Linked DNA regions of Muntiacus reevesi: region 2 is linked to region 1. Evidence: chromatin contacts called from public Hi-C data. All regions are on one chromosome and are shown on one strand. The core of a region is the stretch at or near the end of the contact, and the rest is flanking DNA. Distances in the headings are between cores, read along the strand shown. Region 1 holds the start of MUL1 (mitochondrial E3 ubiquitin protein ligase 1). Region 2 holds the start of DDOST (dolichyl-diphosphooligosaccharide--protein glycosyltransferase non-catalytic subunit).

Region 1 (6,466 bases), core at 1,542-4,041:
CTCAAAAGAGGTGGGTAGTACTGGATACGTATTAAGGTCCCTTGGCGTTTAAGCTATTGCTACCCAGTAAACGACAGGAGCAAGGTCAATAAGAATTATTACCCGCGTACACTGCGAAGGTAATAAAAACAATGGGCAGTAACAACAACTCACACTCAAGTTTATTTGCTCGTTTATTATCTGTCCCTCCCTCCACTGGACTGTAAGTGCAGGAGGGCTAGGACCCTGCACCCCACCAACAGGACACCCTGTTGGTCTTGTTCACTGCTGTCCCCCTAGTGCCCAGATAGTGCCTGACCCACAGCAGGCACCAAATAAATATTTGAGGAAGAAATTAGTGAATAAATAAGCACTTAGATATACTACATTCCAGGCACTCTGCTAAGCACTTTAAATGCATAACACCATTTAATGCTCATACCATCCCTCTACAGTTAGACATTATCATCCCCAATTACAGATAAGGAAATTGAGGCTCAGAGAGGTGAAGTAATTTGCTCAAAGTCACGTAAATAGTCAAGTATCCACCACAGGATAGTCTAGAAATTTTTTAGAAGGAAAGGAGATGAAATTCAGTCAGAAAGCCTGCGACTCAATCAAGCTTCAAGGCATCTATTGTGACTTTGGGCAACTTAATTTATTGGAGTCTCAGTTACAAAACATGCAAAAGTTGGGGAAAACAATCGCATAGGATTTTCATGTGAATTAAATGAAACTTAAGGTGTGAAAGAATACAGACAAGGGGCTGGCATACAGTAGGTGTGCAATAAATACGCATTTCCCTCACTATGAGAGATGCAAAAGGGTAAGACACAAACCCTACTCTGGAAGTTTTGTAATCGGATCAAGAAAACAGAGCGTAAGATATTAGGAGTTCCAACTGTTTTCCCAGGCAGGCACTACTTATTTCATCCTCATTGAGGAATTAATTGGCAAAGCTTTTAAAGTCACCCAAAGATGGATCCTGGAGCACTCACTGCTTCAAAGGATCCCATCTCTGGCCAACTTGATGGCAGTGTGATTTCTGATTCAGAGTCAGAAACTGAAGTTTCAATTACAACCAGAGCCAATCATTTCAGAAGTCATTTAATTAAGCAGACAAGAAGGCAGCTGGACTCTCACCTGGCTGTGATTCACAACCCAAATTCAACTCCCGGATAACTAGGTGCATTCCAAAACTCACACACTTGTTTCTAAGCTCTCAACACAAACTATCTGATGATAATGAAGCGTGTCAGGTTGAGGCATCCGTCTTCCAAATAAATGTCAAATTAAGCCCTGCTGTGTTATGAAATTTCAGCCAGGACTTCCCTGGTGGTCCAGTGGTTAAGAATCCACTTGCCAATGCAGGGGACACAGTTCGATCCCTTATCCGTGAAGATTCCCAGGTGCCTCAAGGCAACTAAGCCACGTGCTCTAGAGCTGTGCTCTGCAACTAGAGAAGCCACTGCAATGACAAGCCTGCACGCTGGAACTAGAGGGTAGCCCCTGCTCGCCACAACTAGAGAAAGCCTCGCACGGCATTGAAGAAATTAATCTGTCTTAAAAAAGAAATTTCACCCAAAACAAATCCACAAATATTTACTGAGTGTCTACTCTCTGCTAAGCATTGAGTTAGAATCTAGAAGGAAGGAAGGATAAGATCCCGTTTCTGACCTAATGAGGTTCATCTGTCATGAGGCACTCACACATTCATAACAGAGCAAATGTGGTCAACAACAACAAAAAAAAAAAAAATTCTACACTCTGAATCAAAAGACCTAAATTTAAGCTCCAAACTGACACTGTACAGACCTTTCCTCCAAGTTTCGATTTCTTGATTGGCAGTCTGGAGGTATCATTTCATCTACCTCAAATTACTGTGAAGCAGAACTAAAACCAAGATGGGAATATGTTGTGTAAATCGTCAGGTGCTGCATTAGGAAAGTGAGCAATATTTTTTAAGTGGCCATACAATAAAAAGGCAGAGTATGCAGAAGCAAGGAGTTGAGTGGTTACCTAGAGGGTAAATATGCTCTCCCCTCCCAGGCACCTGCACGCTCGCCTCAAATCCTCCTGGACTCTGCTCAACTGGACCCTGTTGAAAAGAGCAAACCTCCCTTTCTCCAGCATTCCCATTTCCTCTCTTCCCTGCACTAGGCTGACGTTTTTATCCTCACGTCTCACAACACCTGACTGACTGATTTACGGTCTGTCTGGTTGAACCAGAACGCACTCGCCACGAGGACAGGAATTTCTGTCTGTTTCACCCAGGCTCGGCGCCTGGAGCATAACAGGTGTTCAGTAAAGATTTTTTTCGTCAGTAAAGTGATGAAGTCAAGGTTTATTCTGAGTAACGAGAGGGACTTGGGAGAAGGAGGAAGGGAAGCCGTTATCACGGGACCCGACTCTGATCCTGCTCCCGGGGGCCGGGTGACGCCCTCCCAGGGCCTGGTTCCCCGCTGGGGTCTTTCCCCGAGGGTGGACCGGCCCACGGCGGGTCGGGGGGCTCACCGTTCCCCGGGGGCGGCATGGCCGGCGGAGGCCGGGCGGGCTCGGGCACTGACCTTGAGCTCCTGGGCGACCTGGGCCTTCTGCCGGTACACGGAGTACAGGAAGGCGGTGACCACGGAGCTGGTGCCCAGGAGGATGAACTGGCTCAGCGAGGGCCGCCCTCCGCTCTCCATGGCTGTGCCGAGCCCCGGCGAGGCCGCCGCGCTCCAGCGACCCCTCGCCCCTCAGCCTCGCCACCCGGAACCACACCCCCAGAGACGGCTCCTCCCGGAAGCCCGCGGCCAGCCGCCCGCCGAGCGCACAGGACCCGGAACCGGAAGTGGAGTGGGGTAGGGCGGGCACAACAGACCGGAAGGTGCTGTTGCCAGGGTGATGCACCAGCGTCAGCTGCTTATGCTGGAGTCGCGTCTCCAGGAGCTAGGAGTGCGGAATGGTTTGCGGAACTTGAGCGATCTCTCGTCGCTCCGCGACCCGTTCGACTCTGGCCGTAGTTGTATCGCTTGCGGTGCCACGGTTTCAGGCCTTCTGCTTTCCTGGGGTTATTATTATTGCAGGCGTTGTTCGATGACTCCGCCATTGGATTGGGAGGAAAGAACGTCTAGTAAGCACTTAGGGGGAGTATACAGTTAAGCTTCAGGGCAAACCTTGGGTCTTGGCTTTTATTCTTCCGTTTTACACGTGAGAAGACAGGCCAGAGAGGTTAGGGGATGTGCTCAAAGTGACACTGCTACTGGAGAGGAATTTACCGGACTGCACAGCTTATTCGGAGACGGCAATGGCAGCCCACTCCAGTACTCTTGCCTGGAAAATCCCGTGGACAGAGGAGCCTGGTGGGCTGCAGTCCATGGGGTCGCTAAGAGTCGGACACGACTGAGGGACTTCAACTTTTCACTTTGATTCATTGGAGAAGGCAATGGCAACCCACTCCAGTGTTCTTGCCTGGAGAATCCCAGGGACGGGGGAGCCTGCTGGGCTGCCGTCTATGGGGTCGCACAGAGTCGGACACGAGAGAAGCGACTTAGCAGCAGCAGCACAGCTTATTACCTCCAAGACGGCAGATTATATCACGAACTCCTTAATCCGCCATCACCACACATAGCAACTTACTTTACTAATTTATAATTACATCTACAACTGTTGTTTTCCAGTAGTCATGTATGGATGTGAGAGTTTGACTATAAAGAAAGCTGAGCGCTGAAGAATTGATGCTTTTGAACTGTGGTACTGGAGAAGACTCTTGAGAGTCCCTTGGACTGCAAGGAGATCCAACCAGTCCATCCTAAAGGAAATTAGTCATGAATATTCATTGGAAGGGCTGGTGCTGAAGTTGGAACTCCAATACTTTGGTCACCTGATGCGAAGAACTGACTCATTTGAAAAGACCCTGATGCTGGGGAAGATTGAAGGCGGGAGGAGAAGGGGACGACAGAGGATGAGATGGTTGGATGGCACCACTGACTCAATGGACCTGAGTTTGAGTAAACTCCAGGAGTTGGTGATGGACAGGGAGGCCTGGCATGCTGCAGTCCATCGTATCGCAAACAGTTGGACACGACTGAGCAACTGAACTGAACTGAACGGTGACAAAAAGTTTTACCAATATCAAACCACTTAATTCTCACTGCAGTTATAGAGCAGATTTCAAAATGTTTTCTGATCTGTACAGCAGCAATTCAATATGTTTGCAGATTATACTCCACATACGTTATTACAAGATAATGCCTTTAATTCCCTGTGCTGTACAGTATAACCTCGTTGCTTATCTATTTTATATTTGGTGGTTTGTATCAGTTAATCACATAACCCCTATTTTATCTCACCCGACTTCCCTCTCCTCTTTGGTAACCACAAGTGTATTTTCTACATGTCTGAGTCTGTTTCTGTTTTGCATGTACATTTGATTTGTGTTTTTAGATTCCACATATAAATGATATCTTACAGAATTTGCCTTTCCCTGTCTGACTCATTTCACTAAGCACAATATTCTCTAGGTCCATCCAAGTGGCTGCAAATGGCAGTATTTCAGCCTTTTTTTAATGACTGAGTGAAATATCACAGCTTCTTAATCCAGGCATCTGTTGCTAGGCGCTTGGAGTGCTTCCATGTCTTGACTATTGTAAATATTGCTGCTATGAACATTGAGGTGTATTTATCTTTTCAAATTAGTGTTCTTGTTTTTTCCAAATATATACCCAGGGGTGGAATTGCTGGATAACTTTATTTTTAATTTTTTGAGGAGGCTGCAAACTATTTTCCACAGTGACCGTACCAATTTACATTCCCACCAACAGTGTACAAGAGTTCCCTTTTCTCCACATTTTCTCCAACATTTGTTATTTGTAGACTTTTTGATGATACTCATTCTGACAGGTGTGAGGTGATATGATTGTTGTTTTGATTTTCATTTCTCTAATAATTAGTGGTGTGGAGCATCTTTTCATGTGCCTGTTAGCCATCTGTATGTCTTCTTTGGAAAAATGGCTATACAAGTCTTCTGCCCATTTTTTGATTAGGTAGTTGTTGTTGATGATATTGTATATTGATAATGTTACATGAACCGTTTGTGTATTTTAGATATTAACCTCTTGTCAGTCACATCATTTAAAAATAGTTTCTCCCATTCCGTAGATTGTCCTTTTATTTTGTCAGTGGTTTTCTTTGCTGTGCACAAGTTTAAAGTTTAATTAGGCCCCAATTGTTAATTTTGAGTTTATTTCTGTTGCCTTAGGAGACTTCTCCAAGATAATAGGGCCACACTATGTCAGTGGATGTCCTGTCACTGTTCCCTCCTAAGAGTTTTATGATTCTCATTCTTTTCTTCCCCATTTTTAAAAATTTATTTTTGTTGTTGTTGAAGGATAATTGCTTTAAAAATTTTGTTGTTTTCTGTCAAAGCTCGACATGAATCTACCGTAGGTATACATATATCCCCGCCCTTTTGAACCTCCCTCCCATCTCTGGCCCCCCTCCGCCGCTCTAGATTGATCCAGGTTCTCATTCTTATGCTTAGGTCTTTAACCCATTTGGTGGATGTTTGCACGTGGTGTGACTTGGGTGCATGCTCAGTTGCTCAGTCATGTCCCACTCTTTTGTGACCCTATGGGCTGTAGCCGGCCCGGTGGAGAAGGGAGTGTCCAACACCAGAGTCCCTTTTTTAAACTAAATGGTGGTTGATTTACAGTGTTTCCGGTGTATGCAGAGTGATTCAGTTATACGTACATATCCACATGTGTTCAGTTATACGAATTTATCTATTCGGTTACACGTGTATCGGTTCTTTTTCAGATTCTTTCACATTATAGGTTATTACACGATATTGAATGTAGTTCCCAGTGCTAGGTCCTTCTCATTTATCTATTTTATGTAGAGCAGTGTGTGTCTGTTAATCCCTCTTCCTAATTTATCTCTCCCCCACCTTTCCCCTTTGCTAACCGTAAGTTTGTGCTCTATGAAAGATTGTCATTCTTAAAGCACTTTGGTCATAAATAGCTCTGCCCCCTTTTTTTTTTCTGCCAAAGGCTGAAATCCTTCAGTAGCCGGGCTGAACTACCGCGACATTTTGAAATTCCATCATGTGGACCTTGTTGGGAGTGATGGAGGACGGGCACCTTCAGCTGCAGCCAGATGTCCCGAGGGCGCCGTCCTCAGCTCAGCGTGACTGTCCTCATTGAATCACAAGCCAAAGAGGAGCCTCTGACTTAGAGGAAGTGAGGTGAGTTCCCAAGAGGAAAGTGAGGTACCAGGCAGAGAATCTAGGAGGGGCAACTGGAAGGGGAGGGGTTTACTAAGGACAGTGCCACCGCTGGAAGCATTTCACAAGTTCCTGAGTTCCCCGTGAGCCACTGGGTCAGTGCCCTCTTGGGCTCTCCATTCCAGTAAGACACTTGGCAGGGTCCAGGCACCAGACAGATTTGGAAGATTAGGCCTCCTGCGCTAATGCTGCCCCACAGATGTGCCGAAGGAAATTTTTAAA
Region 2 (6,466 bases), core at 1,944-4,443, 140 kb after region 1:
GGGGATGACTTCTCTGCCATCATTACCATCACCAACTTGATGGACATGAGTTTGAGTAAACTCCAGGAGGTGGCGATGGACAGGGAAGCCTGGTGTGCTACAGGCCATGGGGTCACAGAGAGTCAGACACGCCTGAGTGACTGAAGAACAACAAATCCAGGCAACCCCTTCACCTTTCTGAGCCCACTTCCCCATCTATAAAACAAGGACCCAGCGTTTCCCGGGCACAGAGGACATGGTAAGGATCCTTCTCGTGTAGTCATTACTGCATGTGCCTTCAGAGCTTCCAGATCCCAGAAGAGCAAGGAACCCGCCGATACGTGGAGGAGGAAGCCAGGCCCGTGTCCTCACACCTGAGAGGGCCTAGTGCTCACAGTACCGCAGAAGGGCCCTCAGACTGGGGACCACCACTTATCCTGAACACCCCTGACCTCCAGAACATGCTAGCCTTCTCCCTAGGGGTGTCTGAGAGGGTTTCTTACAAGAATGGTCCCCACCTTGCAAGAGGCAGGAAAGTTCACCACAGAGATGCCAGGCAGGGCTTCAAATAACACCGAATCTCAGAGACACTATTCCATTTCGTTTCCCTGCTTCCTCCATCAGAGAATGGGCACAGTTCAACACTGGCCTTAACACCTCTCTCAACCAGCTCATCTCCCCTTTTCAGAGGAAGCCTCAGGTCCAAAGCCTTCAGCAGTTCAAGAATCAGCTAGAACTTGACAGCGCTGCGCTCACTGTTATATTTTCCTCTTCAGAAAGCAAATGATAGTCCAGTACTGGCTTTCCATTTTCAGTGGTGACAATAGGTTCGTTACCAGTTTTCTTTTAAACTGGGTTATGTTTTTTTCTTTTTTTCTAAGCAGGTCAATTTGAAGAAAAACATTACTGGCACAAATATGGAAAGTGGTAAAGATCACAAAGTGGGGACAGAAATGAATCCGATTTCTGAAGCAGTATCTTGGGCTCTGCCCCTTCTCCCACTGACAGCAGCCTACCTCAGCCTCCTCAGCCCACCTACCACTTCCCTCCCTCTCAGTGACCCTTCAAAGCCCAACTCAGACAGTCCCTCCCCTCCATCTGGGACATTCCAACATGTGGTCTGGTAGCTCATCTCAAGTCCTTGTTTATCTTTCCTCACAGACAGGCTGAGAGAGTCCTGAAGGGCAGCCTGTCCCTATTCAGTACTGCTTTCAGAGTTCCAACACAGCAGCAGTCCAGCAAACACCATTTAACCAGCGACAGCCATCATTCGCCTGCCCAGCCAACTTGAAGATTTTAATGCACAACTGAACTTGCCTCTGAAAAGCTAATTCCAAAGGCACATGTTACAGGAGAGTTGGGAGCACCTCACCAAGTACTGCGAACCTAGGGAAAATGCATCAGGGGCTTGGCAGATCCCAATCTCACATGAACCACAGAGAAGAAAGTCGATGCCAGTGAAGTGACAGCCTTCCTAAGCTTCATAAGCTGAACAGAGAGATGGCAGTCCTGACTCACCCCGGACAGGGACAACTTGTGTCCTCCGAGAAAAAGATAAACTGAAGCCACTAAAGAATGACTAGGATGCTCACCGAAAAAGCACAACAAAAAGGGAAACAACCAAAGGAACTGGGGTTATTTAGTCTGGAGAAGAAACAACTGAATAATTCAGGACCTGATTATGCGAAGGCTACGCCTGTAAGCAAAATAAGCATTAGACCTATTCTCTTAGGCCCTGGGGAGTATCAGAAACCCTTTTCCTCCTTGCCCCAAATAAACAAAGCAGGAAGTGGAAGACAAGTTCAGTTTAATACATGATCTTCTTAAGAGAGTTGTACAGTGGCAGCCTATTTTAGGAGTTGCCTCCTAAAACAGTAAGCTGTCACAGGAACATCAACTGGAAAATCTAGTGAAGATGTTCATTTGGCTCAACAACTAGTCTTCTGCTAAGCCCTGGACATATCCATCCAGCCTCAAATAGTTTGGACTAGGTAATCACTAAAGGGTCTTTTCAGTCTAACTGTGACTCCATCTGAATTCTCAGGATCAACTACCACCAATGCCCCTTTACAGAAAATCAAGCTTAGAGCACAGCCATTTTCTTGTTCCACACAGGCAAACCCAATCAGAGAGTGAAGGAATGTCTGTCTTTCTTATCAGGCCCTTTAACGGAGAAAACCCCTTCTCAGAGTAGCAGAGCCAGGAGTTCTAACGTCTGCAACAACACCTGATCCCACAGTCCTCAGCTCTGTCTTCTGGTAAGGACATATTCTCTCCTAAGCCCAGAGTGAAGTGAGGTGAACTGACAGTCACTCAATCGTGTCCGACTCTTTGCGACTCCACGGACTACAGAGTCCATGGAATTCTCCAGGTCAGAATACTGGAGTGGGTAGCCTTTCCCTTCTCCAGAGAATCTTCCCAACGCAGGTCTCCCGCATTGCAGGTGGATTCTTTACCAGTTCAGCCACAAGTGAAGCCCAAGAATACTGAAACGGGTAGCCTATCCCTTCTCCAGCATATCCTCCTAACGGAGGAACCGAACCGGGGTCTCCTGCATTGCAGGCAGATTCTTTACCAACTGAGCGTTAGCCTTTTCCTCTTCTCTGGGAGCAGCAGCGCCGAGGGCTGGCGACCCACTCCATCCCAGGACATGCCCAAGATCCTGAAGAAAGCTGATAAATCAGAGTCCTGGGAGCGACCGGCAGCTCTTACCTTCTACCGAAGGGGAGAAGATGATGAGATTGTCATAGAGAAATTCCCCGTACTTAATGAGGGACAGGCTGGGATCATCTGCGGTCTTGAATGTGAGTACAAAGCCACGATCTGGAAAAAGAGAACGAGGGAGCTGAGGCAGATAGGAGGCAAAGAGAAACCACCACTGCAGAGACCGTGACCGTCCTGCCCCCGTCCCCCAACCAGCCCCCTGGCGGCAGGTCGGACCTGGAAGGCCAGCTCGGGTGGGAGGGAGAGGTGTCGGCGTCTCGGGGCTCAGGGACCTTACCACCCCCTCGGGCCCCAGGCTCACCCTTCAGGCTCCGGAAGAAAAGCGAATGGGTCTCCCGGAGGTTGAGGTTGTCCAGCAGTACCAAGGTGCGAGGACCGCTGGCGCCGGCCAGGCCAAGCAAGGGCAGCAACAGCAGCCACCAGCGGGACCACACACGGGCCGCGCGGGGCGCCATCTTACTGCTCCAAAGAACCCAAGGGCCTGGGCACCGGAAGTGTCTCTTCCACGGTCGCCCAATCGCGGCTCGTTGTCTTGAAGTATCACCCGGAAGTGATTCGAGAAAGCCAGGGCCGGGCGTCCGGAGCCGCTGCTCGGACGGCGAGGCTCGAGGAATACGGCCGGAAATGTTCCTGTGGGAGGCGGATTCTCGGCACACTATTGGTGAAAGTGGCGCGCGGTCCCGCCCCCCCGAGAGGAAAAGGCTCAATCCTAGAGAGACAGCTCTGCGGCCGCGGCCAATCAGTAGGGCCGAGAACCCTTGGGTTCCGCCCATTGCCGGCTCCCGCCCGAGCCTGGGGCTCCCGCCTCCTCATCCGATTGGTCCGGGTCTGGGCCGCGGCGCTCGGGTCAGAGACCCGGGCAGAGGGTCCCTGGACCGGGACAGGTTCGGCTGGAGCCAGGCCCCACCTCCACTGTCTCGCGGGAGGAGGTGGTTGGAAAAAAGCCGGGGACGGGTCGCGGGCGTGGGGAAGAAGGCCGGAATCTCTCCCGCTGCTCACGGGCGCAGGGCCTTGGCGCGGGCCCGGCCCACCCAGCCTGATGACCCAGGCCGGAGGCAGTGTGGGCTGGGTGAGGAGTCAAAACCTGTAGCTGGGCATATCCGCGCCCAGGCTCGCACCAGCCCTGTAACCCGGGCGCTTCTCTGGTTTCCAGGCCGCTTCTGGTGGCTCAGAGGGTAAAGAGCCCGCCTGCAGTGTGGGAGACCTGGGTTCAATCCTTGGGTTGGGAAGATCCCCTGGAGAAGGGAATGACAACCCACTCCAGTATTCTTGCCTGGAGAATCCCATGGGCAGAGGAGCCTGTCGGGCTACAGTTCATGGGTCCCCAAAGAGTCGGACACGACTGACCGATTTCACTTGTTTCCAGGCCGCTGTCCTAGGCTGGCACTGGAAGCGATGAGGCCCGGCCCTACTTACCTGTGTGTGCCTTTGGGACCGCCTGGGCTCTTGGGAGGACTACCGCGGGTTTCGAAAGTGCTTCGTGCAGAGCCAGGCTGAGCCTCCACTCAGTTCTGGCCCCACACCCCTTCTGAACTGACAAACAGGGCAACCAGCTCTCCTCAGACCACCGTGGGTCTAAGTAAAAGCTACCACAGGCATCTCCAGGACTTAACTGTTCTCTGGGGCTCAGCCTCAATCTTGGAGTGAATGGTGAAGGTAACTGTGGAGAGAGAAGGTAGCCATTCTTTTCTGATGTATTCTCCTTGTCCACCAAGCCAAGAATGTGGGGGCAAAAGTCAAAACCTCCCTCTGCGCTTCTCCTCAACCAATCTTGCCCTCCATCCCCACTTACCGCACCCTGAACTTCTGCCCACAGCCCGCCCTCCTGCCTATGATGCCACATCAACCCACTTCTCACTCAGACCTGATGGTGTGGACAGAGTCACTGAGCAGTCGGCCACAGCTCACGGAACCCAGAGGCTCTTCATGCGGGTCTGCACCTAAACTCGTCTTGTCAGCCTATCTCCTCTCAGTCCCTGCTCAGGCCTTCCATGGAACAGGTCTCCTCCCACCTTTTACATACCCTGACCTTGCCACCTCCTACCTTTTGTTCATGAGGACCCCTCTACCAGGAGCCCTTCACGCAGACCCCTAACCAGGAACCCTCTCCCCACATTCCCATCTTAAGGGGTCGTCTCCATCCTTCGTGGCAGCCCCACCCGCTGCTGCTCCCTTCAGAAGGGCACTCTGTTCCCCATACGGATCTGACTTTGCATCCTCTTGTTCCAAGTGTGCACTGCAGCCTGCCTCCCCATAGGCCAATCTCTGGGTTTCCTAAGCATCTTCCGCCCTGGCTTCTCCAGAACATGAGCTCCTTGGCCCAGGCAAGTAGCTTGGGGCAGGTACCACAGTAGTTAATACAAATATGGAAGGGGAGGACAGGGGGACTAACAGAGCACCTGCTACAAACCAGGAGCTCCACACACTATCTCATTTAACCTTCACAGTAATCCTGTGAGGGCTTCCCTCATAGCTCAGTTGTAGAGAATCCGCCTGCAATGCAGAAGACCTGGGTTCGATTCCTGGGTCAGGAAGATGTGCTGGAGAAGGGATAGCCTGCCCACTCCAGTATTCTTGGGCTTCCCTTGTGGCTCAGCTGGTAAAGAATCTGCCTGCAATGCAGAAGACCTGGGTTCGATCCGTGGGTTGGGAAGATCCCCTGGAGATCACACAAGGAACTCTACACACTGTCTCATTTCACCTTCACAATAACCCTGTGGGGTTGGTATTATCCCCATTTCATAGATGCTTAGCATGAAATGAGGCTCAGGACAGCACCAAAGCCTTTTCCCTCAGACTGTGGGCCCCTCCCACAGAGCAGGGCTGGGATACAGTGGGCGAGGGGATGGGTCAGTCTTATACAACTGGGATGGCCTGGATTCGTTTCTAGAGATGTTAGGATGCACGGTTCCAACACAGCCCCTGAGGGCATCAAGACCTGGGTCTTCTCTGGACCTCAGCCAGATGTGGCCTCTATTTTCCAAACCAAGGAGTTTGCTTTCCTGGGTCACAGATCCTTTGAGAGTCTTAACAACGGTTCACATTCATATGCTCTCTGCTGAAAACGCTGCACTTGCGCTCACAGTTGCGGGAGTTGCGGAGACCTGGAGCCTGCAGGCGGTTACAAAGCCCTGCTCCAGGCTTCCCCAGTGGCTCAGTGGGTAAGAATCTGACGGCCACTGTCGGGGACACTGGTCAGATCCCTGGTCCAGGAAGATGCCACATGCCACAGAGCCATTAAGCCCATGAGCCACAACTACTGAAGCCCGTGCATCCAGAGTCCTTCTCTGCTACAGAAGTCATCATCACAAGAAGCAGCCTGTGCATCACAATGAAGAGGAGCCTCCACTCACCCCAACTAGAGAAAGCCCATGTGTGGCAGTGAAGACCCAGCACAGCCAAAAATATACACAAACACACATACATAAAAGAACCCCTGGTCTGAAAGAGCGTCCCCATGGAGGCCAGGGAGGGGCTGTGGGACGCTGTCTGAGGGTCGGAGCAGCACAGTTGGCCGGTAAAAGGCAGTTTATTAGGGCAGCTTAATGTGGAATGGCCTCCCCTGGGCCGCAAACCACCTGGGAGTGGGCAGCCCGGGACTCCTGGGCCCACCCCCCAGGGCGTCCCCAGCAAGTGGGGCCTACTGGACAGAGGAATAGTGTTCACTTTGCCAAGAGGTTGAGTCTGATCCACGTGGAAGTCGCTGACACTCTGCTGGGATGCTGATGGAGGCCTGGAGGCAGAGCTGAGGTCTCTGATCCCA

What was found. A called contact is a pair of places that touch in the nucleus more often than the background predicts.
Region 2: a Hi-C map of muscle shows a contact between it and region 1, with 5 times the contacts expected there. The contact joins the promoter of DDOST here to the promoter of MUL1 in region 1. A contact is called at or near these places in 2 of 3 Hi-C or Micro-C datasets (blood and muscle).

The regions. Positions count from the first base shown.
Region 1 is chr3:105,883,323-105,889,788 of mMunRee1.1, forward strand. MUL1 (mitochondrial E3 ubiquitin protein ligase 1) reads right to left here and starts at 2,792. Exons shown (of 4, transcript XM_065929965.1): 1 at 2,547-2,792. The coding sequence starts at 2,666.
Region 2 is chr3:106,020,093-106,026,558 of mMunRee1.1, forward strand. It overlaps DDOST (dolichyl-diphosphooligosaccharide--protein glycosyltransferase non-catalytic subunit), which reads right to left and starts at 3,194. Exons shown (of 11, transcript XM_065929969.1): 1 at 3,005-3,194; 2 at 2,692-2,802. The coding sequence starts at 3,158. It overlaps KIF17 (kinesin family member 17), which reads right to left. Exons shown (of 15, transcript XM_065927502.1): 15 at 6,354-6,466.